7 separate regions of the Mus musculus genome follow, and regions 2, 3, 4, 5, 6 and 7 are each linked to region 1. The links are chromatin contacts, called in public ChIA-PET, HiChIP or PLAC-seq and promoter capture Hi-C maps. All regions are on one chromosome and are shown on one strand. The core of a region is the stretch at or near the end of the contact, and the rest is flanking DNA. Distances in the headings are between cores, read along the strand shown.

Region 1 (4,120 bases), core at 820-3,319:
GGAGGTTGGAGTCTCTTCTGGACAACAGGGCCTGGTCTGGGCACAGGAAGACCAGTTGTTAGCATTCCCAATTTCACATTTTCCCATCTGTGAAATAGAGTTGCTTGACTTTCTGTGACCCAACCAATAATGGCTTTTGCCCAATTTGTGTCCATTATCTGCAAGTGTTCCTGAGCTATCTCATATGTAATATTTTTGTGTATGTGTGTGCACATGTGTATACAGTTGTACTCACCCATCGCCCCCCATTGCCTGTGCATGTGGAGGCCAGAGATAAACACCAACATTTAGCTGGACCCATTTTTCTGCCTTGTTTTATTTTCTGTTTTGCTTATTATTACTATGTGGACTGTGTAGGCTGGCCTTGAACTTACAGAGATCCACATGCCTCTGGCTTCTAAGAGCTGGGATTAACAGCAAGTGCTACTACACTTGGCTATTTTTTGGGGGACAGGATCTCTCACAGAAACTGATGTTTGACACTTCCTCTGCTGAGCACCAGAAACACACCTCTTTTCTTCCCACCCAGAGCTGAGGTTACAGTGATACATCAAGATCAGCTTTTACATAGGTGCTGAAGTTTCAAACTCAGGACCTCATATTTGTGCAGCAAGCACTTTAGCACACCAAGCTACCTTTCCAGCCCATTCATGTCTAAGATCAAAAGGTTCCAAATTGCTAACCCTTGCTTGGGGAATTAGGGAGTTGGGGGAATTAACTTATTACCTGGCAATCCCACTGCTGGCACGCCCGGGGCTAGAAATAGAGCCCTGGCCAGGGGTCTTCATAGGGGCCCTCTCTCCTTTCCCAGAAGCTGGGGGCCTGTTGGCTTCAGGGAGAAGACAAAAATCAGTGGTACTTCTGAAAAAGAGGAGTATCTAAGAAGGAAGAGAGAAGGTAAGCAGAGTGCAGATGGAGGTCACAAATAAAGCTGAGTACCTGGGCTACGAGGACCTGCCCCAGCACTGCGCGCTGGTGCCCCGTGAATAGTGGTCTGTGGAAGAGCTGCTTTGCTGGTCTGTGGAAGAGCTGCTTTGCTGGTCTGTGGAAGAGCGGCTTTGCTGGTCTGTGGAAGAGCGGCTTTGCTGGTCTGTGGAAGAGCGGCTTTGCAGACGCCTGGGGCTCGCTCCACCAGGGACCTTCGCCCCATAGCTCCGTTTGCTTCCAAGACTCGAAGGGCAGCAGTGGTCACAGGGGGAGGAGGTCGAGCGGACCCAGAAGGAGGCCTAGGGGTCAGAAGGCCAGGGGGTCGTGAAGACGGCATTCGCGGGGCAGTTCCTGATTTGACGCTATCCCTCTTGTCCATACCGCACCTAATGAGGAAGACAGGAGGCTTGGTATCCCAGGTCCTGAACCAATCACTACAAACCATCCTGAAGCCTCCCTGTGCTTCCTTCTAGCATCGCCACCCATGGGTGCCTAAACCTCAGCCTAAAGAGCCTCGATTTGTTTTTCTTCTAAGCACCCACACCCGCTCACCAACCTGGCCGCTTTCAAGTCCTACGGCTACCTCCATCCCCAAGGCTAAGACGCCCTGTTCAGTCCCCACCCTCCGACCCCCGACCCCGCCTCTGCCCTATTACAAGAACAACATCCACTCCCCTACCCCCTCGCCTCTTGAAAACCTAAATGACCAATCCGGCAAACAGGGAAATGCCTCCGGCTTCCAGATTCAGGGGCCTCAGTGTGCACGCCGATGGGGCTTCGCCAGCGTCCTTCCTCAGGTTCCACAGGCACCTGCACAGAGAAAAAGAGTGGCCTTGTTGCCCGCGAACGGGCTCTGGGAGACAAAGAGCTGACCCCTCCCCCAGTCTGGTCCCCTATGCCAACGATCCGCCCGATCCACCTGCTCACAGCACGCGTTCACCTCCGCCTCTGGGCACCAGCCGCTCCACACAGGGTCGCTTGGGGTGGGGCTGGGCCGGAGAGCAGTAGCGGGGAGCAGCGAAAAGGCAAGGGGAGGGGGCTTCAAGCGACAGAGCCTAGGGAGCTTGGCCACGGCCCCGCCCCCCAGCTTCGGGTGGGGAGAGTAGAGGATGCGCGCACTCGCTCTCGGTCCAGAGCCGAGAGCGTGCCGAGAGGGCTAAGAAAAGAGGCGCGCCTCCGAGGGAGGTGCGGGTGCTGCCTCCCTGTAATACCCCAGAAGAGGCCGATTTCAATGGTCGTGTCTAGCAACCACAGAACTCGAGAGGCTCAGTGGGGGAATCCTTGAAGACCCTCACAGTCCTCTACTCAAGCTCTTGCACCTGCTCCGACACCCCCCTTCTCTAGCACTTGGAGACAGACACTCTCCTAGACAAGGGATAGGCTGGGCCTTGGCAACCAGTAGGGCGGGATCATTGTGCCTCTGGCCCACCAACCAATCCAGCCATTTTGTGTGCCCTGGTCCTCTTTTCCTGCACTTGATGACTATGGAGGCTAGATAGTCCTGCGACACCTGTGCCAGGTCACCTATTTTGTAACTTTGACTTTTCTCACAGCCCTTACCTGATACGGTTGGTGGGAGAATGAGAACCCTGGGAGTTACTTTGTATTACATTTTATTTGGTGTGTGTGTGTGTGTGTGTGTGTGTGTGTGTGTGTGTGTGTGTCCTTGTGCACATGTCACTGCATACTGGTAAAAGTCAAAGAACAACTTGTAGGGCTCAGTTCACTCCTACAACCAGTGGGTCCTGGAGATAGAATCCAGGTGATCAGACTTGGCCGTAAGTGTCTTTACCCACTGAGCTATCTCACCAGGCCCCAAACTCTTGGACTTAGAGGATGCACAGCAGATCCCAGAGTTGAGAGGAGAGAGGAAGAATAGCGGGATGAAAGAAAGGGAGAGAAATAGGAAACACGATGGTGGCTCTGCCTTCTGTGGGGCAGAGCATCTCAACTTTGCTGGCCCACAGGCAGTCAAGTCCTCAGAAACTTCCTGGCAGAGCTGAATTTGTGGAGTATCAAAAAACACGATTACAGAGGGAAAGAGAACTCTCTAAAATGTGTATGAAGAAACTGAGAGCACTCTGAGTATCTCAACCCAGTTGAACAACTAAAAGCTGTCACTTTAGTTTAGTTTGCCAGCTCATGGATCCAGTGGGGCAGGTGTGCCTTATAAGGCATCTTACCCATAGAGGATGTTAAACCAAGACCCTGGTCTGTAAGGGATCTCTGAAGTATATGGGCTCATTGAGTTGGCATTTTGGGCTGTACAGCCAATACTCTAGAGATACAGGCAGAAGGCTCCTGAGTTCCGGGTCCGCCTGGGCTACTTAAGGTTTATTGACTCATCACAGTGCTAACTAGATAAAAGAAATGAGTCCAGGAACATCTTCAAAAGTTTCAGAAGGAGGGCTAGCAAGCAGCTGGAATGAGGTCTGCTGGACCTAGAATTAAGAGCATTTTCAGGGCTGGCCATGTAGCTCAGTTGGCAGAGTATTTCTGTGGCATACAAAAAGTCCTGGTCTCTATCCTCAGCAACACATAAACCTGGAATGGTGGTGTGCAGCTATCATTCCAGCACTTGGTGGGTGGAGACCAATTGAAAATCAATTTCAACATCATCTTTGGCTGAGAGATAATTGGAGACCAGCCTGGGCCTGTCTCAAAAACAAAACAAAACAAAACAAAAAGCAAAACAAACAAAAAACCAAAACAAAACAAAGAACAACAGCCGGAGTAGTGGCTACACACCTTTAATCTTAGCATTCAGGAGGCAGAGGTAGGCAGATCTCTGTGAGTTTGAGTCCAGCCTGATCTACACAGTGAATTCCAGGACAGTCAGAACTATATAGTAAGGTCCTGTCTTAAAAAACAAAACAAAACAAAACAAAACAAAACAAAACAAAACAAAACAAAATGGCAGAATAGTAAGGGATAATAAAAGTAGATAAGGGCTCGAGAGATGGCTCGGCACATAAGGACTCTTGTAACCAAGCCTAAGATCCTAAGTTTGATCCCCGAGGGCCCATATGGTAGAAGAACAACTTCTTCTTTTTTTTTTTTTTTTTTTTGGTTTTTCAAGACAGGGTTTCTCTGTGTAGCCCTGGCTGTCCTGGAACTCACTTTTGTAGACCAGGCTGGCCTGGAACTCAGAAATCTGCCTGCTCTGCCTCCTGAGTGCTGGGATTAAAGGCGT
Region 2 (4,120 bases), core at 588-3,087, 750 kb before region 1:
TAGACAAACATGGCCAGGTCATCAAAGAGTCTCAAGACAGTCCTGCAATGATTGAACTGGGCTGACACCACCAGCAAGCGCCTTCCCACTTCGGACCTGTTGGGGCATTGTTCCACTAGGACCCCACCGATCAGCTGGCAGCAATACCCCAGTGTCCGGATCTGTGGGAGACCAGAATCGGTTACCATGGTTCCAATCATGGCTGAGCTGCAATCCCCTACCACACACCCAGCCATGGACACTTTAGGATGGAAACTGGAAAGAGTTGCTGGGCACGGTGGATCAGGCCTATACTTGTCAGTACTTGAGAAACAGAGGCAGGAGGATCACCTCCAAGTTTAAGGCCAGCCTGGGCTACTGAGATCCTGTCTCAAAAAAACCCAGAAAGTTCTAAGAGTCATCAAACTGCCAACCCAATCTGAAAGGTTTTTATCTTTTGTTTCTTTCTTTTGGTTGCTGAGGCTGGGTCTCACGTTCACCTCACTCACTGCATAGCCCAGCAAGTCACTGCCATGCCCCTGCCTCAGCATCCGCAAGGCTGTAATAACAAGCATGGGGCACTTAATCTGGCTAAAACTGAAAGCTTCTTTCGTTCTCTCTTCCTTTTTTAAAAGATGTAACATTATTCTAATTTGTTAATTTGAGACGGGGTCTCCGTAGCCCAGGCTAACCAGACACCGTGGTCATGATTAGAATTCCTGATCCTCCTGTTTCCACCTCCCAAACTCTGGAATGAGAGGTGTACAAGCATCTGGTGTACTTGAGACTGAGACCAAATCGTGCACAATGCACAAGCACTCTACCAATTGAGCCAACATCCCAGGCAAGGCAGAAGTTAAGAGGAGAGCTTGACATCAAAATCCAAAAAGTGCCACATAGCCGGGTGTGGTGAGGCACACCTGTCATCCCAGCCAGTATTTGGGGAGCTGAGGCATAAGGACAAGAAAGTTCAGGGTCAGCCTGGACTACAAGGTAAGTTATAGGCAACCAGAACTTCATAACAAGGTCCTGTTTCAACAAAGAAAGAAGAGGGGAAGAGAGGAGAGGGGAAGGGGAGGGGGGGAAGAGTTGCCATGGGGAGTCCCATTAGAGTGCTAGCTTGCTCACCAATGGTTGAAATGACAGAAAACAAAACTATTTCCCACCTCCTGGGCTCTCCTTTGCCCACAGGCAGGGGCATAAGGCTCTTCCGCCTAGCTCTGCCTTTAGCAGGACTGAAAAAGCAGTCTAGGTGGCAAAATAGCCATTTGCTTGGAAGACTTTAGAGAGGGGCCATTCAGTAAGACACTTAGAACACGGAAATTTAGCAGGCTCACCGCCCTTGTATCTTTGTTTCTTTTGTTTTGAGACAGGGTATCCTGTAGCCCAGGCTGGCCTTGAACTCCTGATCTTTCCATTAGAAGTGCCGAGATCACTGGCTTGTGCCAATATATCTGGTTTGTGCGGTGCTGAGGAAGGACCTAAAGGTTTCGTCTATGCTAGGAATGCAGTGGGCTACAGTCCCAGATCTTTTATTATTTCACTTGCTTATCAGAAATGATTAGTTTCAAGCTGTGTGTGATGGCACACACCTGTAATCCCAGCAATTCGGGAGGCTGAGGTAGGAAGTTCTCAGGTAAGACACCAGCCTGCCGACAGCCTGCTGTCATGTAAGACACCGGTCCCTTTAGGACCCCCTCTCTGGCCTGTTTTCCTCATCTCTGAGACCTGACCAAACTCCAGGTCACTCCGGTCCCGCCAAGGCCCCAGACTTCCTCTCACCAGGCGGTCCCGGACCCGGTGGGACTCCAGCGCGGAAGCCAGACGGTTCAGCAGAGCCATGGCAACTCGGTCGTGACGTCACCCAGGGCGGGGTCAAACTCCTTTGGAAAGGTCCGAAGGTCCGCGCAGGCGCAACTGCCTGCCCTTTGTCCGAGTACTGCTACCTTGTAGGCGTGCTAGCCCGAACCCAGTTTGCAAATGTATTACTGCCACGTCTGTCCTCCCTGCCCACGGACACCCAGAATGACCTTCTAAGCCTGTTGAAATTCGCTCCACCGCTGCTTAGGCAACTCCGCAAGCAAAATGTTTCAAAAATTAATTCATTGCCTACGGGCGGGGGGGGGGGGGAGCGGGGAGTGGGGACAATCAAAAGCTTCACTTGTGGGCTTCATGTACCTGCTTTATCAGTTTGTCTGTTCTGAGCATCTGTGACTGGTGTACTCTCACAAGGCATCTTGATTTTCACTTTCTTTGAGGGGTGATTAGATTTCTTTCTTTTTTTTTTTTTTTTTTTTTGAGGATTTCATTTAGTTCACGCTATCTTTGAACTCACCATGTGCTCAAACTGGCCTTACACTCCTTATTTAGTCTCCCAAATGCTGGATGATAGGCATGTGGCACAAGGCTCCAAGACATCATTAGATATGTTATATTAGATATCATTAGTTACCTGGCTAAAAGGCACCTTTAGAAGAAAAATGAGCTCGGCAGGGAACAAGTACCTTTAATCCCAGCATTCAGGGGGCAGAGGTTCTCCGTGAGTTCCAGGCTAGCCAGATCTACATAGGGAGCTCTGGGCCAGCAGGATGGCACAGTTGGTAGAGGCGCATGTAGGTCAAGCCTGAAGACATGAGTTCCATCCTTGGGACTGGCATAGTTGAAAGTAAGAACCCACTCTGGTGCTAGCTGTCCTCTAACCTCCACAGTTATGGTGTGGTGCACATGCGCGTGTGTGTAAAAACAACTACAAAATAGTCAAAGTTCTCTTCCACTCTTCCTTCCAGGAAGGACAAAAGTTGATCGCTAAAGGTGTTTGATCCATATCTACCTGAGCAGGGCACCCAGAGAATTCACCTTAACCAGCTGTGTTTTGTTTTGTTTTGCTTTGTTTTGTTTTGTTTTTTTGTTGTGTTTGGAGGAGTGAAGACACAAGTATTTTGAGTATTTGTTTTGAAACAAGATCTTATGTAGTCCAAGCTGGGCTCCAACTGAATTAATTTGTAGCCAAGACTGGCCTTGGACTCCTCCTGGTCCTCCTGCCTCAACCTCAGAAGTGCTGGCATGACAGGTGTGTGCCACCAAGTCTGGTTTGTGTGGTGCTGGGATGGAACCCAGAGCTCTCTGCATGGTAAGCTAATGTTCTATACTGAGCCACATTCACAGACCCCAGAACAGTATTTTTTTTTAAAAAGATTTATTTATTATTATAAGTACACTGTAGCTGTCTTCAGATGCACCAGAAGGGGGCATCAGATCTCACTATGAATGGTTGTGAGCCATCATGTGGTTGCTGGGATTTGAACTCAGGGGCTTCAGAAGAGCAGTCGATGCTCTTAACCACTGAGCCATATATATATGTGTGTGTGTGTGTGTGTGTGTGTGTGTGTATAACATATATATATAATATATATAGTGTATAACAATAAATAATATGTATATATTATTTATTATATATATAATATATGTGTGTATAACATATATTATATATATATATAGTGTATAACAATAAATAATTTTTTTAAAAAGAGGGAAAAAGAAAGAAAGGAAAGGAAAAAGAAAAGACCCAGAATCAAGCAAAGAAATTATTTCACTCAGGTCAAATTATTTCACTCAGGTCTGATATGGTGAAGCAGTGAGTTTATTGAGGCTGCTTAAGGGAGCAGGGTAACGCAAAAAATCTCTAGAAAGCCACCCCAGACTGGAGGATGATTGAGAGAGCTGCATTCGTAAAGCTCAGCTGGTAGGCAGCCTAGCTATTCAGACAGTGTCCTCTCCCCATCTGCTCTTTGTGTGTTTATGTGTGTGTGCATGTATGCACATGCAGGTGCTGTGTGCTCATGTGAGCATATGCTCTCAAGACCAAGTGTATGGGTGGCCTCAGAGGGCACAAGCATTGAATCCCCCAGAGCTAGAGTTACAGACTGCTATGAGCTGGACGAACTTTGGTCCTCTGGAGGAGACATATGTGCTTAATTAATTCCTTGGCCGTCTCTTCAGCCCTTGTTTGTTTCTAGAAGAGTGGTTCTCAGCCCTTCTAATACTGCAACCCTTTAATACAGTTCCTCATGCTGTGGTAACTCCAACCATAACATTATTTCTTTGCTACTTCGTAAGTGTAATTTTGCTGTTATAAATTATA
Region 3 (4,120 bases), core at 986-3,485, 720 kb before region 1:
TGGCTCAGTGTTTAAGCACACTGACTGCTCTTCCAGAGGTCCTGAGTTCAAATTCCAGCAACCACATGGTGGCTCACAACCATCTGTAATCAGATCTGATGCCCTCTTCTGGAGTGTCTGAAAACTGCTACAGTGTACTTACATATAATAAATCAATCTTTTTTTTTTTTAAGGTGGAGGCAAAAGTATTAGAAGTTTAAGGACATCCTCAGCTACATAGTAAATTTGAGGTCAACCTGGGCTACAAGAGACCTTGTAGAGGAAAAGAGGAGGGAAGGGAGGGAGGAGACTAATATCTGTGTACAGTGAGACTGATCTCAAGGGGAAAAGAGGGTGCTCTCTGGAAGGGGGTGTTGGGAGACTTCTGTGGGTGGCATGGACTCAGGCTGGGTAGTTTTAGGGAAAATTATGGTTAGTGCCATGGTTATGGTTAATCCCAGTCTGTGGCTGGGATTCCAGCTACTTTTATCTCAGCGATGTGGGTGGGTTGAAAGTAGTGTGGGTTATGGCTGGCAAACGGGCAGTCATGTGTGTTATGGGGACAAGAGGAGATGTGTGGTCATTGTTCTAGCTGCAACCTATTCTTGTGTCTATCTTAATTCAGCTTTGGTCAGAGGGTAGCCTTGCTGTACCATTAATTTCTCTTTGTGACCACTGTTTATACTCAGGCAGCAACATCCAGAGTCCAGCTGCCAGATCCCCCTGGGCTTGTTTTCATTCCCCCTGCGGTGGAGGGAGCTGGGGCTTTAAAGTGTGGTCTAGAGCCTTCCTTGGTCCTGGCTAACGTCTTCCAGAAATCAGCTCTTGGTCCAGCCTCCTGGACTGCCTCTGGTGTCACCTGTCATTTGAATAGGAAGCTGAGAAAATGGAAGGATCAGAGGGCAAAAGGTTACCTAAAATTAGTGAAAGATTCTACTATCAACAAAAACTCTGTGTGTGTGCACTTGTGTGATAGAGACAGGGGAGGGGGAGAACTTGTACTTACACATATATGTGGACTAGAGAGATTGACTTCAGGTGTCTTCCTCAATGGGTCCCACCTTATTTTAATTTTTTAAAATTGCATTTATTTATGTAGTGGTGTGTGTATATCTTCCATGTGGAGGTTAGAAAATAGTTTGATCTTTCCACCCATGTTGGTCCTAAGGAATCAGACTCGGGTCCTTGGCCTTTCACCAAGCACCTTTACCCACTAAGCCACTTGGTTGTCCCTCCAACCTTACTTTTTGAGACACAGTCTCACAATGACCCTGGGAGCTCACTGATTCAGCTAGACTGGCTGGCCAGTGAGCCCTTGGGTCTTCTTGCCTCAGCCACCTCAAAGCTAGGATTCTAGATACCCACCACTGAATCTGTCCTTCCACATAGGTGACAGAGATCTCAAGCCAGGTCTTCAGCTTCTGCAACAAGCAGTTTACCGACTGGGTCACCTCTCTAACCACCTGTCTTACCACAAACCATCACCCACTGAGCCATTTTGACAGCCCTAAACTTTCTGAGATAATACTAGATGAAGAAAAGACAAGTGCATATTTAAATTGCAGGCCTTCTCAAAGCACACCCTCCCCCGGCCTCTTGCTTATATAATTTGAGTATCATGATAGCTGGTGTTTGAAACAAGATAGAGAAATGAAAAAGAAGGCAAGACAAAGGTAGGCAGAGACAAAAGGCAGAGGCAGAGAAAATGACTGGGCCAGAGGCAAAGAAATTAAAAGAGGAAAAAATAAATTACGGTAGAGAAGGAGAATGGGGAAAAAAGGAGGACTGGAGAGATAGTTCAGCATGTAAAAGTGCACGGCCAAGCCTGCAGACCCTGGTTCTATCCCTGGGATGGAATAAGGAGAGAACGGACTCCTGGAACTTATCTACTGATTTCCCCATGCGCAACACGGCATGCATAGGCACTGAATCCATTTTTTAAAGAAGATAATGAAAGAGATGGAGAGGAGGGGACAGAATGGAAGAAAGATGGACAGATGGAGACAGAGATACAGATGGAGAGTCAAGATCGGGGGTCGGAGAAGGGGCCCGAAAAGTCACATGGGTGCATGGAGGGTTAGGGTGGCGCGGGTTGGTAGGGCGCAAACAAAGACTGGACGCGCGCCAGCTCGGGTGGCCCTGGTCGGGACAAAGGCTTGGCCCGGGGGCGGGGGGGTGGGGTGGGGCGGCGCGGGGGCAGCGATGGCGCCGGCCGCGGAGGGCTCGAGCGAACTACAAGTCCCAGCAGCTCCCGCAGCGGCCCTCGGCCGGCCCCTCTCGCTCCCCGGGAGTGCCTGGCGGGGCCGCTGGGCCGAGGGGGCCGCCAGCGGGTCTGGCGATCGGTGGGGTTTCCTGCAAGCCTGGGGCGGGGAGACACCGGCTGGCCAGCGCGAGTGCAGCCAGGCCGGGCAGGGGCGAGGGGCATCGGGTGAGTGACCCCGAAAGCGGATCGGGCTGGATTGGGGAAGGCTGGACAAAAGGGGGAGGTGGTTGGGAGGAGACCCCTCAACACTAAGAGCAGGGTGCGGGGCGCGGCCCCAGGCTATCTCTACGCACCCCTTGCAGAGTACATGGTGCCAGCGCTCTACTTGGGGGGTCAAGGTGGCGGACGCGGTGGGAAGGGGGTCCGGAGGAGCTCAGGCCTAGTACGTTTATCCGGCCAACGGCGGGACCACCCCCTAATCTACAGTGAATCTGAGATCCGGATGGGTGGAGGCGCCCGCTAGCTCGGAACCCACAGAACAGAACACCTCCTTGTTTCAGAAGGGGGTTCTTTTTTTCTGGAAACCAAGAGAAGCTTGGGGCATTGTTCTTCCTATGTGGGACTTTATACTCCATAGTGTGTGTGTGTTCAGAAGGGAGGTGTCGTGTTACCTCAAGAATCCCAAGAAAAATCCCAGTTATTGTTATCTTCCACATTCAGTCTTAGGATGTAGAGCTCTGGAAGCTCATTTTCCCAAGAGATGATCGGGGTGCACCTGCCCTCTGCACATCTACGAGACAGATGTGAGTTTCCATTCAAGATGGGAGTTCATGAGGCTGCTTCCTTCGAAGGCAATCTAAAAATACCTTGTCTCCAGAAATCTGGGCGGAGACCCCGGGGTACTGCCCACTAATCTCCAGCAGTTGGGCCTAGGTAGAGAAACTGTTGGGGGAAACTCAGCGCCCCTCTGTGTACTATCTCCTGACTGTGAGGTTGGGGTCAGGTAGGTCTCCCTAGTCCCCTGGAGCCCAGCCCAACAAAGAGTTCACTTAGCCCCAAGGTAGAGAGGTGTTACTCTTTCTCCACATCTGCCTCTTTCCCTAAAACAGTCTTCATACCCTAATCAAGGAGTGTGTGGTTCAGGAACTCCCTTCCCTTGAAGACATTCCTCCTCAGCCCTCTGTGCCCCACCCCCCAGTTCTCTCTGTAACCCCCCAGAGGCCCCCCCCCAAGCTATAGTTATCACCGGCTCTTCACCAAGGGGTTAAAATCCACAATCTTATAAGCCAATTGGAAAATTGCTATATTAACTGCTCTCTCCACCCTCTGGCTGTGGAGTTCTTAGTGATCCTTCTGCCCCTTTCCCCAGAAGGGGGCCATGTATGCACCCCTCCTTAGTTTTGAAAAACGTTATTATTTTGTAGCCCAGGCTGATCAGATCTGCCAGCCTCATCCTCAAAAGATGCTGGGATAACAGATGTGTGCCACCACTGCTAGCTCAGGTTTCCACTCCCTGTCCTCTGGTTTAAGACAGAACATATCTCACTCAAGCTAGAATTCTAGAGAGGTCTAGAATTCTTTCCTGGAAGCAAACAAGGAGCCCTGCAGTTTTCACCGTGACAGAGAAGGACTACTAGGTATCCTTAACTTCCCATCCTTACCACTACCCATTCTACTTCGGTAAGACAAGTCACACACATTCCCCTCTTTATCAGGGACCCCCAGATCTACCAGTTTGCAGGGTGGGGCAAGAATTCAGACCATGACCTCATGAAAAAAGAACCACAACACCCTTTCCCCCAGATTTAGGGTATCAGATCTGAGAACCGCCTTCCATAACACCCAAGTCCACGTACTACATAGAGCTCGGGATGGGGGTCTGGGATGCCGCTCAGAGGGTGGAGTGCTCATCTACCATTCAGGAAACCAGTACCACAT
Region 4 (4,120 bases), core at 1,158-3,657, 700 kb before region 1:
CTCAGAAGCTATATAAAGTCCAAAGGAAGAGTGGCCAGGAACTGGGTTTGGAGTAGTTGGGGTTGTTTGAGTCATCCTGGAAGAGTAGCCTAGGATGTACCATAACTGGATTCAGTTGGATGGGCAGGAAGGGACGGGCTCCCATGGTCCCTCATGGGTACAAAAATGTGCCAGTATTTTCTCTCTCTCTCTCTCTCTCTCTCTCTCTGTGTGTGTGTGTGTGTGTGTGTATGTGCCCCCCCTCTGTGTGTGTGTGTGTGTGTGTGTGTGCGTGTGCATGCATGTTACATGTATCAGAGGACAAACCACAGGAATTGGTTCTCCTCCTTCACTGTATGGATCATAGATCTGAACACAAGTTACCAGCTTTGCAGCAAGTGCCTTTACCTGCCACACCATCTCACTGGCTTCCTCCCTCTCTCATACCATCTTTTATTAAAAACCATTTACTTATTTAGGGGTGAGAGGAGGTTGTGCACAGCACAGTGTGTTTGGAAATTAGAGACGACTTGTGGAAATCAGCTCTCTTCGTCCACCATGTGGAGTCATCAGGTTTGATGGCAAAACTTTTATTTCCCCTCTGAACCTTCTCACATGTCTGTTAAGATCTTTCCTTTGAGAGTGAGCTTGAACGTCTGCCCAGTGTCCACCACCTGAGAGCTGGGCTTATAGATAGATGCATACTATCACCTCCATTGTATGTGGTCCTGGGGGTAGCAATCAGGACTTCCTGCATACTATGCAGTCACTCTACCAGCTGAGACACACATTCAGCTTAGGGGCTTTTTCAAGACCACCCTAATACCCAACTACAGCAGGGACAACAGGGTCCCCCTGTACAACCCTCCATGTTTCCTCTATACCTATTGCTACTTGCTGTCCATACACAGACCATTCATATTCCTCACTATCACTAGATAGACAATGACCACTTGATTCTCCTTGATACCCAGCCCCCCAGACTCCTTACAAGATGTTTGCTGGGTAAATTCTGCCTCCCTGCTACCCCACAGTCCTCTGTGCTCTCATCTAGGAAACTACAGCCTGCAGGAATGCTACTTCTTCTTTGTACCCTATAAGACACCACACACATACACATGCACACACACACAAGGCAAATATACATAACTATCCAAAAGTCAGTGCAGCTAGGTGGCTGCTTGGGACATTCCCTTCATCTCTTGAGAATTCTAGATTGAGGAGATGGGAGCCCGAGGAAGAGCATACTTGTAGAAAGGAACATCCAAAGACTGGGAGGCAGAAAGGACCTGGAGAAATAGCAGTGGTGCCAGGAAGTCACAGGGAGAATGTTCGGGGACTCTGCCTCATTCTGAGGCACTGGCAGTGGATGTGTGCACTCTTTCCCACATGGATAGAAGCTCTACCACAGGTACATTACTGTCACCCAGGCCCTAAGCAGCCACACTGAGTCTCGCTGCAACACTTGGATATCACGCAGGACCCGTGGATGCAGGAGTTCAGGCCTTATGCCCACTAACTCTTTTACACTGTTCCAGCTGAGATGCTGGGTTACTAAATACCAGTCTAGGCTTCTGGCCCGCAGCAGAAGGCACTGAACCAATGAGCCTGAGACCTGCGGCCACATCCGGGGATAGGGAAGATTTCTACAGTGAAGCAAGCCACAAAGCAAAGGTCCAGAAATGAGACCCAGAGTGGTCACATCAGAGCAACAGCAGGATGTCCAGTTGGCCGGACCTAAAGAGCACTAGAGGTCAGGACCATCTTTCATGCTGAGTTCGGGGAATCGTCTCTTTCCAGCACCCAGGAGGTACTGGCACAGAGAAGAGTGAGCTCCAGGCCTACATCGAGCAGTGCCAGGATAGCCCCACATCTGGCAAGTTCCGTCGTGGCAGTGGCTCAGCTTGTAGCCTTTTCTGCTGCTGTGGAAGGTTGGAGCCCCAGATCTGGGTTGTGGATTGATTAGAGGCTGGGGGAAGAAGTGTGTGCCAGAGAGACTGGGTGCCTCTTTTTTCCATTTCTCTCTTCCAGGGACTCCCCGGAGGACCATTCGCTGCTGGTGAACTGATCCAAGATGATTGCCACTAGACTTTATCCCCATGTACTGCTGGGACCCCAGCTTATTTATTTTTAGAATTTGCTTTAAAAGATCTGCGTCTGACAGGCCTTGTGAGGGCTTGGGCTGATCGAATCGGACACAGGGGAAAGGGAGGGCATGTAGGGCGGCTGTTAAATAAAAGGGAATGTAAATGCGGTGGTCTAATTTGTAACAGGTGAGGCAGCCCTTTCATAAATCGTCAGCTCCTTTAAGAGGCCGCCACACTAGGCATGGCTGGCGCAGTGCGACCTTCCAAGCATGGCGGGAGGCGGGGATGGGGCGTGTCCTGCAGCGGAATAATTTAAAGGTGCCGCGTCTGAGGCAGCGGGCAGAAAACTAGGGGTGTTGGCCGAAGCTGGGTGGACCTGGTTGCAGCTCCTGAATGGTACGAGTTTCCATCGACCGAGCAAAGGTGTCCCTTCGAGGACTGTTAGAGAGCTTCAGCTTTGCCCCGGATCGATTTGTCCTGATTCCGGGTAGGTCCCGACTTTTTGATGCTCCAATACCACCCCACCCCCATTCCTAAGTTCCTTGTCCCGGTGTTTCCGCATCGGTAGTCAGATGCGACCTGGAGTACGGAATGGAAGTAGTCAATCTAACAATTTTCCAGGTAACATCTCAGGGCCCTGCGATCCTTCTAAATTCCCATTAATAATAGTCTAAAGGCATCAGAAAGATCTCCAGCGTCCCAGGAGAGTCCCGGTAGCGTTCCTACCTTCCCCGGTATCTTCCTGGAAGCTCCTAGACTCCTAAGTAGTTATGTGTATCTCCGGATCTCAGTAACTTTCCAGTGCGTCGTTCCTCCTACCCTCCCCCAATTCCGGCGTCCCTGGTTACACATCCTGCATCATTTCACTAATCCCAGGGATGCTCCGCACCGCGAGACCCGGTAACTTTCCTTTTACGTGACAGTTAAATCTCCAAGCCCGAGCCTATAACACTTTGGGAGCTCATCTTACTCCGATGGCCCTAGAGCCCCCTTTTCAATAGATTGCACAGCAGTGCTTCCAGTGCACGCCCCAGCTTCCTTGATGGGCCCAGGCTTGGGTCAGGAGCCCAAAGTCCAATTGTCCCTCAGCCTCCTGGCTTACAGGTCCTGGTTTCTTCTGGAGTGAGACATCGCGTCTTTACAGGGTGTAGGAAGGGGTCTCGCCTAAGGGTTGGTTAATCAAGAGTAGTCAGACATACGGAAGGCCAGGCTAAGGAAGGAACCACTGCCAGAAGAGATCATGGCTTAAGGGCACCTGCCAGCGAGCTGCTGACTGTGGGTGCCAGGACGGCTACCCTTTTGGCCACAGGGTGCAGATGAAAACGTTACGGAGTCTGGTCCGCCTTATGCATAAGTGAAGTAGGACAAAGAGCTGGGGGCTGGTCTCATCCCTTGATCTGGGCGGGGAAATCAACTTGCCCCTATCCTTCTGTCTAGCAGTACCCCTCTAGACGCTCTCACCCCAACCCCGGCGAATGGAGGAGTCACTCCAGCCAAAGGTATCTAGGGGGCGTGGCTTGTGAGACGAGCTAGGGGTAAGGAGCCTGTAGGCGCTGCTGGGTAGGCTTGATTGACATCTTGTTCTGGTCCCTTTTGCTCCTCGATTTCCAGGACTGCAGGCTACAAGACCTGCTACCTAGTCCGAAACAATCGATGGAGGCCCCACTGCAAACCGGAATGGTAAGAGTTGGGGAATTTTTGTACCGGACTACAACTCCCGGCGGTCTTGCCGTGCACCACGCGATTCTCTCTCCGAGAACCAGGCATGTGCAGGTGAAACTACGTTTCCCGGCATGCATAGCGGGAGACCTAGTCTCTCGGAAGGCTTAGTTGCTCCCCCCACGTAGGGGGATGGGAAGGAAACCGCATTGACCCATTCTGCAGATGGGGACACCGAGTCACGAACTGAATACAACCTCCTCCGGGGCAGAGGTGATTCAAAAGACCCTGGAGGAGGGCTTGGGGAGACGGATATGCGTTGCCCAGCCTGTGCCGTTCGTTCCGCAGGTGCTGGGCGTGATGATCGGGGCCGGAGTGGCGGTGCTGGTCACCGC
Region 5 (4,120 bases), core at 995-3,494, 680 kb before region 1:
CCAGAGTAAAGGGTGCTGGCCATGTCTTAACAAGAAACACCCAAGGATGGAATTGTATGTGGGGCACTACACCCATGGCCTCTGTATGGTGTTATCATAGCTTAGAATAGTGAGGATCGGGCTGGTGAGATGGTTCAGCAGGTAAGAGCACCTGACTGCTCTTCCGAAGGTCCTGAGTTCAAATCCCAGCAACCACATGGTGGCTCACAACCATCCGTAACGAGATCTGACTCCCTCTTCTGGTGTGTCTGAAGACAGCTACAGTATACTTACATATAATAAATAAATAAATCTTAAAAAAAAAAAAAGAATAGTGAGGATCTGGGGGGGAGGATGACAAAAGGCAGGGATAGAGGGGAATGAAAAGGAAGTGGGGGGGGGTGAGGAGAAGTGGGGGAAGAAGAGGAGGGGGAAAGGGAGATAGGTAGAAGAGGAGGTGGTGGGGAGAAGGAAGATACCTCTCTGAACACAGAGTTGCTCAGCCGATCCCTGATTGGTGTCTCAACAGGCTCCGGGCTCAGTGTTCCGCAGCACTCGGAACTGACCAACCCAGCCAGCAATCTGTCTACTGTAGCTATCCTCCCTGTGTGTGCTGAGGTGCCCATGATGGCCTTTACTCTGGAACTGCAGCATGCTCTGCAAGCTATTGGTGAGCGATAGGGAATCTGTTCAGTGGAACGGTGTGTCTATACTCCAGTCACCCGTACTAAGTGGTGGGTGAGTGGGTGGTGGGTGCGAGGGAAACGGAGCCTAAGCCGTGGGGATGGGTGACAAGCGCTCTGTCTAACTTCCATTCCTCAACCCCACTAGGTCCCACGCTCCTCCTTAACAGTGACGTCATCCGGGCACTCCTGGGGGCTTCAGCACTGGATAGGTGTGTGGGGGTTGGGGAGTGGGGCTGGAAGGGCAGAAGGCCTGTGTTGGACATTCTTTCAGATTGGGCTGGAGAACTAGGCTTCTGAATCGAGGAGTCTTGCCTGTCGGATCAATAGGGAGACGATGTGGGGCAAATCCCTTTTGGTAGCAGGGGTGTCAAATTGGAAACCCAGGGGCCATATGCAGCTCTTATAGTTGTGAGATACTGTGGCTCAAAGCAAACTTAAAATATTATGAGGATTTTAAAAAAATTGTTTGGGTTTTTTTTTTTCTTTGTAACTTGCTTATGTGGTTCTTGAGCATTAACATTGTTGATTTCATGTGGCAAAGTAATGCAAAACAAATATATGTGAAAATAAATATATATATATACATATATATATATGCCTTTGCAACACCTGAGTCCCCATTTCAACCCCACTCCCTGCCTTGGCGTGCATTTTAATTGTTGGGACCTGGAATTATCTAAATATTCCCAGCAGTAGAATTGCACTATCTCTATATTGGGAGAGGTTGTGGGACTCCAGGCCGGCTCCAGGATGACCCTCCCTCATTATATCTCAGCATTCAAGAATTCCGGCTGTCAGGGTGGTTGGCCCAGCAGGAAGATGCCCATCGCATTGTGCTCTACCAAACTGACACATCCCTGACGCCTTGGACCGTCCGTTGTCTGCGCCAGGCCGACTGCATCCTCATTGTGGGCCTGGGGGACCAGGAACCCACTGTTGGCCAGGTCTGGAGACTGTATGCACTGATTACCCACACATACACCTCAGTCTTCCCCTCAGGATCTCATCCCTTGTCCTTCCGTGCCTGTGGAAGGCCATGTACACTCATGCTGCTGTTCTGTGAGGGAGCTGAGCTTTGCCGGGTGTGGGTAGAGAAGGTATCAATGACCTCCACCTGTCTCTGTCTTCCATAGCTGGAGCAAATGTTAGAGAACACTGCTGTCCGTGCCTTGAAGCAACTGGTTTTGCTGCACCGGGAGGAAGGCCCTGGTCCCACGCGCACTGTAGAGTGGCTCAACATGCGCAGCTGGTGCTCAGGGCACCTGCACCTGCGCTGTCCTCGCCGCCTCTTCTCACGGCGCAGCCCAGCGAAACTTGTAAGGGGTGGGAACCTAAAAAAGGAACCCAGGGGAACAATCTGTCTTCTACCTCAGGGGTCGGGTTTGGGTGTAATATGAAGAAGAGCCTTAGGAAACACACCTAATGCTTAGGTGTATAATTTGAGGGATACTCTCCTCCAGTGGGGGTTGGGGCCAGAGAATAACTGTTCTTCCATCTGGGACCGAGGCTTGGGCGTGGCTTGAAGAAAGGCCCTGAGTGGCACGCCTCTGCTGCTTCCTGTTCCAGTTTGGGGACACACCCCTTTGCCTGTGGGCGTGGCTTGGTGTCACGCCCTCTTCCACCTTGAGTGGCATTTGGTACATCTGCCAAAGGTTGTAGTTTAGGGGTACAGCATGCCCCACAGTCGGGCAGGACCAGGGCTTGGGCAGGACCAGAGAGCTGAGACAGAGCCTGAACCAATTGCGGGAGTGGAGGTGAGGGGTAGGTAGCAAAGATGAGTATGTGCCTGAGTGGTCCCCTAGACTTGTTCTTTGTTACCTCAGTCTAACACATCTTTATTCTCTCCTGGATCCCAGCATGAGCTGTATGAGAAGGTTTTCTCCAGGCGTGCAGACCGTCACAGCGACTTCTCCCGCTTGGCACGAGTACTCACAGGAAACACTATTGCTCTGGTGCTGGGTGGGGGCGGAGCCAGGTAAGAGACAGGCTAAGTAGAAGACACAGCTTCCTTACTGTGTCCTAAGGATGTGTAAGGGGTGGAGCTTATTACCCGGGAGACACCCCCACAGCCTGGTTAGTGTGTTTTTTTTTTTCAGGAGGGGAAGTGAGAAGAGAATTCCTGGGGGTAGGTCCCCAGAGATCCCCAGCTTGTCACCGACTCCCCTCTATTCTACAGAGGCTGCTCGCATATTGGGGTGCTGAAGGCATTAGAGGAGGCAGGAGTCCCAGTCGACCTTGTGGGAGGCACATCCATAGGTTCCTTCATTGGGGCCTTGTATGCCGAGGAACGCAGCGCCAGCCGAACTAAACAACGAGCCCGGGAGTGGGCCAAGGTGTGTTTTGTGGGGGGTGTGAGGAGATGGGGTTGCAGGGCCCAAGAAACGCAGGGGGATGTGTGAAGATGCCATAGCCTGATCCGGTAGTATGGGTAGGGCACTGGGACTTTGGACTAGAGCAATCATTGTATTGACTGACACTCTCCAGCCCTGTGTGTATGTGGATATTCCTGGAGCCACGATCTCTCTGTGACTAAGCAACTGCTTTTGACCATTTGATTCCTAGAGCATGACTTCTGTACTGGAGCCTGTATTGGACCTCACATATCCTGTCACCTCCATGTTTACTGGCTCAGCCTTTAACAGAAGTATCCACCGTGTCTTCCAGGATAAGCAGATTGAGGTATGTCCGTCCCCTACCCCTGGCCCTGCTGCCTCTTCCCCGGGGTTTTCCACCATCTTCCACTTTGGTTCTCACCCCTTCCCAGGACCTGTGGCTGCCTTACTTCAATGTGACCACAGACATCACTGCCTCTGCCATGCGCGTCCACAAAGATGGTGGGTGCCATCCTGCCAAGCCCTGCTACAACCTTGTTGGCCGGCTGTGTGGGGATGGGTTGTAAGGGGAGGGGCAGCTGAGCATCTGGGACGTTGTTAACACAAGTGACCGTCCACCTGGGCCCGTCCACCGATCACTAACCATCACCCACTAATGTCCCGAAGGCCCCAGGTATGTCCGCTCTCTGGGGGTGGGGAGCCGGGAGGCTTGTCGGACACCTCACCCCCTCCCGCCATCCCCCACAGGCTGCGTGTGGCGTTACGTCCGGGCCAGTGCCTCCTACTGTCCCTACCTGCCCCCACTCTGCGACCCCAAGGACGGGCACCTGCTGGTGGACGGGTGTTACGTTAACAACGTTCCAGGTCAGCGAGCCCACAGGCTGGCCGGGCCTCCGAGTGTGTCTGAGCGTGTCTGTGCGTGTCTGTGTCTGTGTATCCCACCGGGCAGGCTCCCTGTGGCGGTATGTACGTGCCAGCATGACGCTCTCGGGCTACCTACCCCCGCTGTGCGACCCAAAGGATGGGCACCTGCTCATGGATGGTGGCTACATCAACAACCTGCCAGGCAAGTGGCTGCCCACTCACATCTGCATGGACACTTATCACCAGACACATGCCCAC
Region 6 (4,120 bases), core at 431-2,930, 650 kb before region 1:
CAGGTAGGTTGTTAATATGAAGCCTGGGATGACCTTAACTTTGAGATCCTCCTGCCTCAACCTTTGGAATCTTCGGATTACAGCTGTGCACCACACCCACCAACTTCTTTTTATTTGCTCTCTCTCTCTCTCTCTCTCTCTCTCTCTCTCTCTCTCTCTCTCTCTCTCTCTCTCTCCCCTCCTATCATTGATTCAGGTGCAGCAGCAAATATGAGGTCAGAGGTCAACTTACAGGAGTTTGTTCTCCTTTCACTATGCTGTGAGGATTCAACTCAGATATCAGGCTTGTGCAGTGAGTGACCTCTCTTTGAGTCTCATTTGGCCCAGGATGATCTTGGACTTGTGAATCTCTAGCTTCTTCCTCCTGGGATCATAGCACCATGCCTGCTTTAGTCAATACTTGGGATGGAACCCAAGGCTTTTTGCAGGCCAAGTGCTCTACCAACTTAACCACAGCCCTAAGCCCTCAATCATTTCTTCCTATTATCTCCAATGTGTTATTGCAATAAACGAGTAAGAACATTCTTCCATTTCCCCTGTTCCTGTTCTTAGGAAAAACAAACACTAGACTTGACAACAGAGGCTCATAGCTGACTGGCTTCATTGTAGTGCTTGATACACTTGGCTAAGTTGCTCTGGTAAAAGGCGGAAAAGTTTAACACCCCTGGCAGTGGGTGGAAGGTCCTGTTTCATGGCACAGTTGGAAATTATTAGACAGGACAGCTGGGAGGGCTACTGGAAGCACAGAACAAATTCAGGATGTTCGAGGCTCTGGGTTCCAACCCAAGCACATTGCCCCACCTCAATCAAACAGCAAACCAAACCTGGTGACATGGCTGTAACCAGAGCACTCACGCGGTGGAAAGCAGAAGCTGAAGGCCACTTTTAGTGTGTTTGAGGCCAGCCTGGCTTACATGTCCCCCAACCCCCCAAATAGGACTGGGGGTATGGCTCAGTGGGTAAAGCACTTGCCAACCTGAGTTCAGGTCCCTAGAAACCTCATAAAGGTAGAATGGACTCCACAAATTATCCTCTGACCTACACACAGAGAGACTACACACCTGCTCTCACACATTAAAAACGTGCAAGATAAAAACTTGCTGGGCATGGTAGCACACTCTTTAATCCCATCATTCGTGAGGTGGAAGCAGGTGGATCTCTGTGAGTTTGAGGCCAGTCTGGTCTTTAAAGCCAGTTCCAGGACAGCCAGGGTTGTTACACATAGAAACCCTGTCTTGAAAAAACAAAATAAATAAGTAACTCTTTCTTTGACTTAAAAGGGGAGGTGGGGCGCCATGTGATTTGCACAACTTTTAATCCTAGTGAAAGATTATCCATTAGACTGACTCCCAGATAAGCAGACCAAGAGGGAGATCGGCCAGAGCTAGGTAACAAAGATAGCAAGCTCCGAGGATGGTAGCTTCTTCCTCGCCCTGCTGAGCTGAGACAAAAGCCTGGAGGCTTAAAACAAATGCCTTACATGCTTTTGTCTCCTGCCAGCAGGACTCTGCTGCTGGTCTGGGTCAGGTGTCCGAGGTCTGCTCAGGACGGTCACACAACAGTTCTGAGCCAATCAGCTACTCTGTCTTTCTTCAAACTGACCAACCGTAAAGTAGGGAAGAAAACTCAGACTTTAAACCCCCAGCCTTCATTGTCAACCTCTCTGCTTTGCAGAGAGTCTTTCTCTCACCCCAGATAAATGCCTGTCCTCAACTGCCGATTCTCTCTGCTGCTGTCAGCAGACTGGAGATTTCTCCACTGCCACCTGTCGTGCTTGAGGTTTGTCCTGCCTTTTAGTTAGTGAATTGGCAGAGAAAACGAACCGGATAAAGAACCCTAGACTGTATTACTAGGACTTTGAAGGCAGAGGCGCGTAGAACTCTGTGTATTCAAGGCCAGCCTGGTTTATATAGGCCAGCAAGTTTCAGGACAGCCAGGTCTACAAAATGAGACCCTGCCTCAGAAAGAAAAAGAAAGAAAGAAAGGAAGAGAGAAGAGAGGGAGGGGGGAAAGGAAAGAAGGAAGGAAGGAAGGAAGGAAGGAAGGAAGGAAGGAAGAAGTTAAAGAACGCAGCTTTGTATATATATTATTTTAGTATATATTTGTTTATTTACTTTGTGTGTGTCTATATGTGCGTGTAGAGTTCAGAGGAGAACTTGCAGAAATCGGTTCTCCCCTCCCACCATACGGATCCCTGCAATCTACCTCAGAGCAAGCAGTCGTTGGGGTGGGGTGGAGGATTTTTTTAAAGCCCCCTGCAGCCTCCGTTGCTTTCCACACTTTTAATATCTTACTTCAGTATGCAAATTTTTTCCAATCCTCTGTTCTTGTGGCTTTTTTCTATGGCTCAAACAAGTGGTGGGTCCTGAGTGGTTGTGTTGGAGTGGGGTGACACTCTCCGCAGGTGTGAGCACTCAGAGAGGCAGATAGACTGGGAGGATCACATACTGTTTCTGCTTCGTGTTTGTTCATGTTTGTAAGTATTGATTTTGTATGATCAGCTTTATTTACCTGAGTGCAACGGGGTGTTATATTTGAAGAACCTGTGTGTGTGTGTGTGTGTGTGTGTGTGCGTGCATGTGTGTAGGTGTGTATGTGTGTAGGTGTGTGTATGTGCATGTGTGTAGATGTGTGTGTGTGAGAGTGTGTGTGTAGGTGTGTCTGTATGTGTGTCTGTGCATATGTGTAGGTGTGTATGTGGGCATGTGTGTCTGTGTGTGTACATGTGTGTTTGTGTGTCTGTGTCTGTGTAGGTTTGTTTGTGTGTGTGTCTGTGCATGTGTGTATGTGTGTGTGTGCATATGTGTATGTGTGTGTGTAGGTTTGTTTGTGTGTGTGTCTGTGCATGTGTGTATGTGTGTATGTGTGTCTGTGCATGTGTGTCTGTGTGTATGTGTGTGTGTGCATGTGTGTCTGTGTGTGTAGGTATGTCTGTGTGTATGTGTGGTGTGTCTGTGCATATGTGTAGGTGTGTGTGTGCATGTGTGTAGGTGTGTGTGTGTGTGTGTGTGTGTGTGTGTAGTATAGAGATCTATCTTGGGTATAGTTCTTCAGGAGCCATTCCCCTTGTTGTTACTGTTTTTTTTTTTTAGTTTTTATTTAATTATTTATTTTATGTGTATGTTCGTAGACCTCATTGTCTGCATGAGCACTACACACACACACACACACACACACACACACACACACACACATTGCCTGGGCAGACCAAAAGAGGGCATTGAATTCCCTGGAACTAGAGATACAGGTAGTTGTGAACTCCCTAATGTGTGTGCTGGGAACCAATCATGTATTCCCTGAAGAGCAGACGGTGAGTGTTTAACCACTACATCATCTCTCCAGGCCTTTTAAAGAATTTTTAACTATACTTATTTATTTATTTTATGAGAGGGTGGGCACACATGGTACATGCCATGTGTCTTAGGGTGCCATTGCTGTGAACAGACACCATGACCAAGGCAACTCTTAGAAGGAAAACATTTAATGGGGCCAGCTTACAGGTTCAGAGGTTCAGTCCATTATCATCATGGCAGGAAACATGGCAGTGTGCAGGCAGACGCGGTGCTGGAGCAGGAGCTGAGAGTTCTACATCTTGTTCTGCAGGCAACAAGGAAAAGACTGTGTCACACTGAGCACAGCTTGAGTGACTCCACAAAGCCTACCGACCCAGTGACACATTTCCTACAATAAGGCCACACCTCCTAACAGTGTCACTCCTTATGGGCCAGGCATTCAAACACATGTGTTTATAGAAGCCATATCTATCAAACGAAGTCTGCAGCCTGTGTTCAATGCCCACGTGTACTCTGTATCACACTTGTGCCCCTCCACATACTGGATAGAAACAACTTAGGGGAATATTATGGTTAATATTGTCATCTCTACAGGGTCTAAAATCACCTAAAAGGAAAAAAAAAAATCTCTGGGCACATCTGAAAGGGAGTTTTTAGACTGAGTTAACCAAAGTGTGAGTATCCAGCCTGAATGTAGATGATGCTATCCCATGGTGCATTTGCCTTTGATGCCAGCATTGGGGAGACAGAGGCAGGAGGATCCCTATGAATTCAGGGTCAGCCTGGTCTAAAGAGAGTGTTCTAGCACAGCCAGGGCTATATAAAGA
Region 7 (4,120 bases), core at 620-3,119, 630 kb before region 1:
CACATACACTCACATACACTGTCTCTGTCTTCTCTCTCTCTGCATCTTTGCATCTCTGTTTCTGTCTTTCCCCCCTCTCCTTTTCTCTCTTTCTCTCTTTCTCTCTTTCTCTCTCTCTCTCTCTCTCTCTCTCTCTCTCTCTCTCTCTCTCTCTCTCTCTCTCAGAAAGTCCTAGATCTTAATTAACCCTCTCCCTCATCCCCATTTTCCCCAAACCAGACCAGGTCTATCAATTCTGTCCTGTGGTGGGTGAAGCTGCCCAAAGCCAGGACTTGGAGAGCCTTCCCAGGTCTGATAATCCACCTTCCTCATTTGCCCAGTAGGAATGGCCCTAGTCCTTCAGGCCTGTGGGCATGCGGAAGGGAGGAGAAAAGGGGTGGCTTCAATAAGAGAAGGCCTGCCCTCCCAGATTGCCACCCCAGGACAGCTAGTGAGTGAACCATTTATATCCACCTGAATCCTCAGGAAAATGTGGCAGTTTTTGTAGCTGCCAAGGGCCGGGCAGTGGTGCCACATGCCTTTAATCCCAGCATTTGGGAGGCAGAGGCAAGTAGATTTCTGAGTTTGAGGCCAGCCTGATCTACAGAGTCAATTCCAGGACAGTCAGGGTTACACAGGGAAACCCTGTCTGGAAAAACCAAAATAAATAAATAAATAATAAAAAAAATAAAATCATAGCTGCCAGCCTTTTTCTAAGATCCATCTAGTCAACAGAGGGGAGTCCCTTAGGTTCTGCCTCACCTCACTCAAGCCACCTGTAACACAGGCCCCCAAACAGTGAGTGTTCCAACCCAGTTCTGTAGATAAATAGATTTGTATTATGGAGCTGGGAATGCTGAACCTGAAAACACACACACACACAAAAGACTGTTTATACCAAAAAAAAAAAAAAAAAGTATGCACCTACACATCATTAGTCACACACAGAAAGCCCCATGCACACAACCACACCCGCAAACACACAGATCCTCTCAGACCCTTACCTACATCTAGTCAGAGGCTTTCTTCAACAAATACTGCAGATATCAAAGGTACACATCAGGACATTTGCAATCCACCTAGTAACCCTACAGAGCTAATCTCACATACACAGCTTTTCTCCTGCCTAAATACACCCACTTGGTATCTCTGCCATCTTCCTGCCCTGACAGAGTCAACAATTACACCCTTATATGATAGATGTGTTTAGACTCACATCATTCTTTCTCCCCCCGCTCTTTCTCTTCCTTCATTTCCAATCTTAGAACACAGAAGGTTGTACAACACAATTCTTTGATTTTACTTATTTATCTCATGTATCCCAGGATCACCTTGAACTTACAAAAATTCTCTTCTTCCCACTTCCCAAGTGCCATGATTCTAGGCATGTACCTACCACCATCCCTAGCTTATTTGGTGCTTGGGATGGAGGAGAAGGTTTTGTACATACCAGATAAGGACTCTGTCAACTAGGGCACAACCCTAGCCACTTAATACAAACCATTGTACCACAACAGGTTTGAAACAGTCACCTTCACAAACAGATGACATCACAAATCTAGATACCTATAGACAGAGATGTTCACAGGTACTCTCAAGCAAGTGGATACAAACACATTCATTTTCTTTTTAAACTAGGACAGAGTCTTGCTGTGTAGCCCTGGTTGGCCTAGAACTTACTGTATAGTAATAGCCACAAACTCCATATGCATATGTGAACTCCACCTGCATATGTGTGGGATCAAAAGCCTACATGGACATCCATGACAAAGGGTCCCTAAGCCTCTCCAGGGTCCGGGAGTGAGCAGGAACACACGCGCGCGCGCGCACACACACACACACACACACACACACACACACACACACACACGAGAACGCATACAGGGACATGCGTTCTTCTGCAGCCCTTCCCTCATCCGCCATCACTGCCGCCCTTTGCAGCAGGAGGACCTATGGAAGCTTTAATGTCAGTGGGGACCCATGTGGACCCAGGAGCCAGAGAGAACTGAGTCCAATCTGGGGGCGGGGCGCACCTGGGTTCCGCCTTGGGGCGGGGTCGACGCCGCGTCGCCAGCGCGCTCGACCGCACCTGGTTCAGCGGCGCCTCAGCAGCTTTATTAGTAACAGCAGCAGCCGCGGCGGCAACCCGATTCGGGGTGGCGGAGGCTCGGCAGCAGCGCAGCGCAGCGCAGCGCACGCAGCCCAGCCCATCAGAGCGCGCGGACCCGGGCGGCCGTAACCCCGGCGTCGCCATGGTGGAAGCGGCGCCCGCAGGGTCCGGGCCACTGCGGAGGACTTTCCTGGTCCCCGAGATCAAGTCTTTGGACCAGTACGATTTCTCTCGAGCCAAGGCGGCGGCGAGTCTGGCGTGGGTGCTGCGGGCCGCATTCGGGGGAGCAGGTAACCCGAGGGCCTTTGGGGAGGGGACCGGGGGAGCCAGGCTGGGGCGCGGCAGGTGCGGGGGGCGGGGCGCCAAGCCGGGGCCGTGGGAACAATAGCTTCGGGGCTGCCTAGGGTCCCCGAGCTTTTGGTCTTTGCTAAGCTGGGCCTCCAAGCTTCCTGCTCGGACGGGGCCCTTGGACTTTGCCCGCCCGGGTCGCTGGAACGCAGTCGGGGGTGGGGCCCGCCAAGAGGCTGTGCGCCTTGGGACCCCGGGATCAGAGCCCCCAGGTGAGCAGGGGTGGGGTCTGCAGACCAATTTTGTGTGTGGTGGGGGAAGGGTCTCCTGGTAGTCCTCTGCTTCCCGCCTCCCACCCCACTCCTCAGACCCCAGGGCCTAACTGCATGGCCAACTCCCCTTTCACACACATCAGAAGCCTGTGATGGTTCCTCCTACCCCCACCTTCCCTATCTACCCTCACAACGTGTACGCGGTGGCTTGGACCCCGCAAGGAGCGTTTTAAGAGATCAGAGCTACAGCTCAGTGACTGGGACACAAACCCTGCCTTGCCGGTGGCCAGCGTGTGTGTGTGTGTGTGTGTGTGTGTGTGTGTGTGTGTGTGTGGTGTGTCTGGGACCACTCTTTCGTCTCGATGGCCCCGTAAAGGCTGGCAGTTGTGACTTATTGCCACATTTTCCTGAGGATTCAGGTAGGCATAAATGGCTCATTCACCAGCTGTTCTAGGGTGGCAGCTCGGGCGGCCAGGCCTTCTCTTATTGAAGCCACCCCTTTTCTCCTCCCTTCCGCATGCCCACAGGCCTGAAGGACTAGGGCCATTCCTACTGGGCAAATGAGGAAGGTGGATTATCAGACCTGGGAAGGCTCTCCAAGTCCTGGCTTTGGGCAGCTTCAGCCACCACAGGATAGAACTGGGAGGCCAGGCTTGGCCTTGGGAAAAACAGAGGTTCATTAAGGTCTAGGCCTTACTGGGAGTAGAAGAACGAGACATACATGCACAGAGACAGAAAAAGATAGAGACAGTAGGAACAGATAGAGATAGAGAGAAGGAGAGGGGGAGAGACAGAAACAGAGATGCAAAGATGCAGAGAGAGAGAGAAGGCAGGAACAGAGTGTGAGTGTATGTGAATGTGTGTGTGTGTGTGTGTGTGTGTGTGTGTGTGTGTGTGTATGTGGTGGTGGTGGGAAATGCCCTGCCCTCCTACTGATCTTGGCACTAAGTAGGTGCAGCCCCTCCCCCACTCCATTGCCTTCCCAGACCAGCCTGTTCCGGGTGTGGGTCTCCTGTGACAGCTGTCCATCAGTTGCTTCTGCACAGTCCTGTCTTTCCCACTTTCTAGTAGTCTCTCTTACCGCTCTCCTCCCTGTGTGGCTGGCCAGCTGCCTCTGACACCTGCACACCCCCAGGGACCTGGGGCCTGAGAAAGAAAAGATTTGGGAGTTGGGACCTCTGTCCCAGCCCCTCACAAGGCCGAGATAATTAGATTAGAAAGGCTGGCTTCCTGAGCTTTTTAATTTTGATTTTTTTATCATTGCCTGTGTATGTAAGCATGGGCATGCACCACAACATGTGGATGGAGGTCAGAGAACCACCACAAAACATCATCCTTGTCACCTGAACACTTCATCGGGTCTTCTGAAATAGGTACCTCTACCCACTGGGCAATCTTGCCAGCCAGGAGCCCAACTCTGTTAAGTCATGGTTGAGTTTGAGGCCCAGCCCTGACCAGGACAGCTGGTGTG

What was found. Promoter capture Hi-C pulls out the DNA fragments that hold promoters and counts their contacts. ChIA-PET counts read pairs in DNA pulled down with a chosen protein or histone mark. HiChIP or PLAC-seq counts read pairs in DNA pulled down with a chosen protein or histone mark.
Region 2: a contact with region 1 is called in a promoter capture Hi-C map of embryonic stem cells, with 2.3 times the contacts expected there. The contact joins the promoter of Pex11g here to the promoter of Prr36 in region 1. A contact is called at or near these places in 6 of 39 promoter capture datasets (the C10 cell line, the HPC-7 cell line, embryonic stem cells and 2 more) and 3 of 115 datasets of contacts at active chromatin or transcription factors (embryonic forebrain, embryonic midbrain and embryonic stem cells).
Region 3: a promoter capture Hi-C map of embryonic stem cells shows a contact between it and region 1, with 10 read pairs. The contact joins the promoter of Zfp358 here to the promoter of Prr36 in region 1. A contact is called at or near these places in 2 of 39 promoter capture datasets (embryonic stem cells and neural stem cells), 1 of 484 Hi-C or Micro-C datasets (embryonic stem cells), 5 of 115 datasets of contacts at active chromatin or transcription factors (bone marrow-derived macrophages, embryonic midbrain, embryonic stem cells and 1 more) and 2 of 9 other capture datasets (adipose tissue and liver).
Region 4: an RNA polymerase II ChIA-PET map of effector CD8 T cells shows a contact between it and region 1, with 10 read pairs. The contact joins the promoter of Pnpla6 here to the promoter of Prr36 in region 1. A contact is called at or near these places in 5 of 39 promoter capture datasets (the 3T3-L1 cell line, HPC-7-derived erythroid cells, cranial neural crest and 2 more), 4 of 115 datasets of contacts at active chromatin or transcription factors (effector CD8 T cells, embryonic stem cells, stem cell-derived neural progenitor cells and 1 more) and 3 of 9 other capture datasets (adipose tissue, embryonic stem cells and macrophages).
Region 5: a contact with region 1 is called in a promoter capture Hi-C map of embryonic stem cells, with 9 read pairs. The contact joins the enhancer-like site here to the promoter of Prr36 in region 1. A contact is called at or near these places in 6 of 39 promoter capture datasets (the 3T3-L1 cell line, HPC-7-derived erythroid cells, cranial neural crest and 3 more).
Region 6: a promoter capture Hi-C map of embryonic stem cells shows a contact between it and region 1, with 8 read pairs. The contact joins the promoter of Rps23rg1 here to the promoter of Prr36 in region 1. A contact is called at or near these places in 4 of 39 promoter capture datasets (cranial neural crest, embryonic stem cells and neural stem cells) and 2 of 115 datasets of contacts at active chromatin or transcription factors (both in embryonic stem cells).
Region 7: a contact with region 1 is called in an H3K4me3 HiChIP or PLAC-seq map of forebrain, with 6 times the contacts expected there. The contact joins the promoter of Camsap3 here to the promoter of Prr36 in region 1. A contact is called at or near these places in 5 of 39 promoter capture datasets (the C10 cell line, cranial neural crest, embryonic stem cells and 1 more) and 2 of 115 datasets of contacts at active chromatin or transcription factors (forebrain and pancreatic cancer cells).

Annotation. Positions count from the first base shown.
Region 1 is chr8:4,215,243-4,219,362 of GRCm38.p6, forward strand. It overlaps Prr36 (proline rich 36), which reads right to left and starts at 2,070. Exons shown (of 7, transcript NM_207203.2): 1 at 1,847-2,070; 2 at 1,626-1,737; 3 at 940-1,313; 4 at 727-829; 5 at 1-36. The coding sequence starts at 1,306.
Region 2 is chr8:3,465,811-3,469,930 of GRCm38.p6, forward strand. Pex11g (peroxisomal biogenesis factor 11 gamma) reads right to left here and starts at 1,838. Exons shown (of 5, transcript NM_026951.3): 1 at 1,762-1,838; 2 at 1-161. The coding sequence starts at 1,821. It also overlaps a transcript of Tex45 not described here.
Region 3 is chr8:3,490,903-3,495,022 of GRCm38.p6, forward strand. It overlaps Zfp358 (zinc finger protein 358), which reads left to right and starts at 2,236. Exons shown (of 2, transcript NM_080461.2): 1 at 2,236-2,407.
Region 4 is chr8:3,513,004-3,517,123 of GRCm38.p6, forward strand. Pnpla6 (patatin-like phospholipase domain containing 6) reads left to right here and starts at 2,408. Exons shown (of 35, transcript NM_001122818.3): 1 at 2,408-2,553; 2 at 3,507-3,565; 3 at 3,678-3,746; 4 at 4,074-4,120. The coding sequence starts at 3,542. Mcoln1 (mucolipin 1) reads left to right here. Exons shown (of 14, transcript NM_053177.1): 13 at 1,780-1,910; 14 at 2,011-2,229. The coding sequence ends at 2,047.
Region 5 is chr8:3,534,022-3,538,141 of GRCm38.p6, forward strand. Pnpla6 (patatin-like phospholipase domain containing 6) reads left to right here. Exons shown (of 35, transcript NM_001122818.3): 22 at 509-649; 23 at 811-874; 24 at 1,441-1,609; 25 at 1,799-1,981; 26 at 2,522-2,640; 27 at 2,842-2,998; 28 at 3,228-3,344; 29 at 3,430-3,499; 30 at 3,948-4,064. Among named protein-coding and RNA genes, the nearest start is that of Pnpla6, 21 kb to the left of the region's middle. Within about 2 kb of position 2,245, at least 30 of the 459 cell types and tissues checked have an H3K27ac peak or open chromatin away from gene starts, as enhancers often do. A contact at or near this core is called in embryonic stem cells, where this site is marked.
Region 6 is chr8:3,566,318-3,570,437 of GRCm38.p6, forward strand. Rps23rg1 (ribosomal protein S23, retrogene 1) reads left to right here and starts at 1,681. Exons shown (of 6, transcript NM_001024728.2): 1 at 1,681-1,779.
Region 7 is chr8:3,585,581-3,589,700 of GRCm38.p6, forward strand. Camsap3 (calmodulin regulated spectrin-associated protein family, member 3) reads left to right here and starts at 1,870. Exons shown (of 17, transcript NM_027171.3): 1 at 1,870-2,379. The coding sequence starts at 2,232.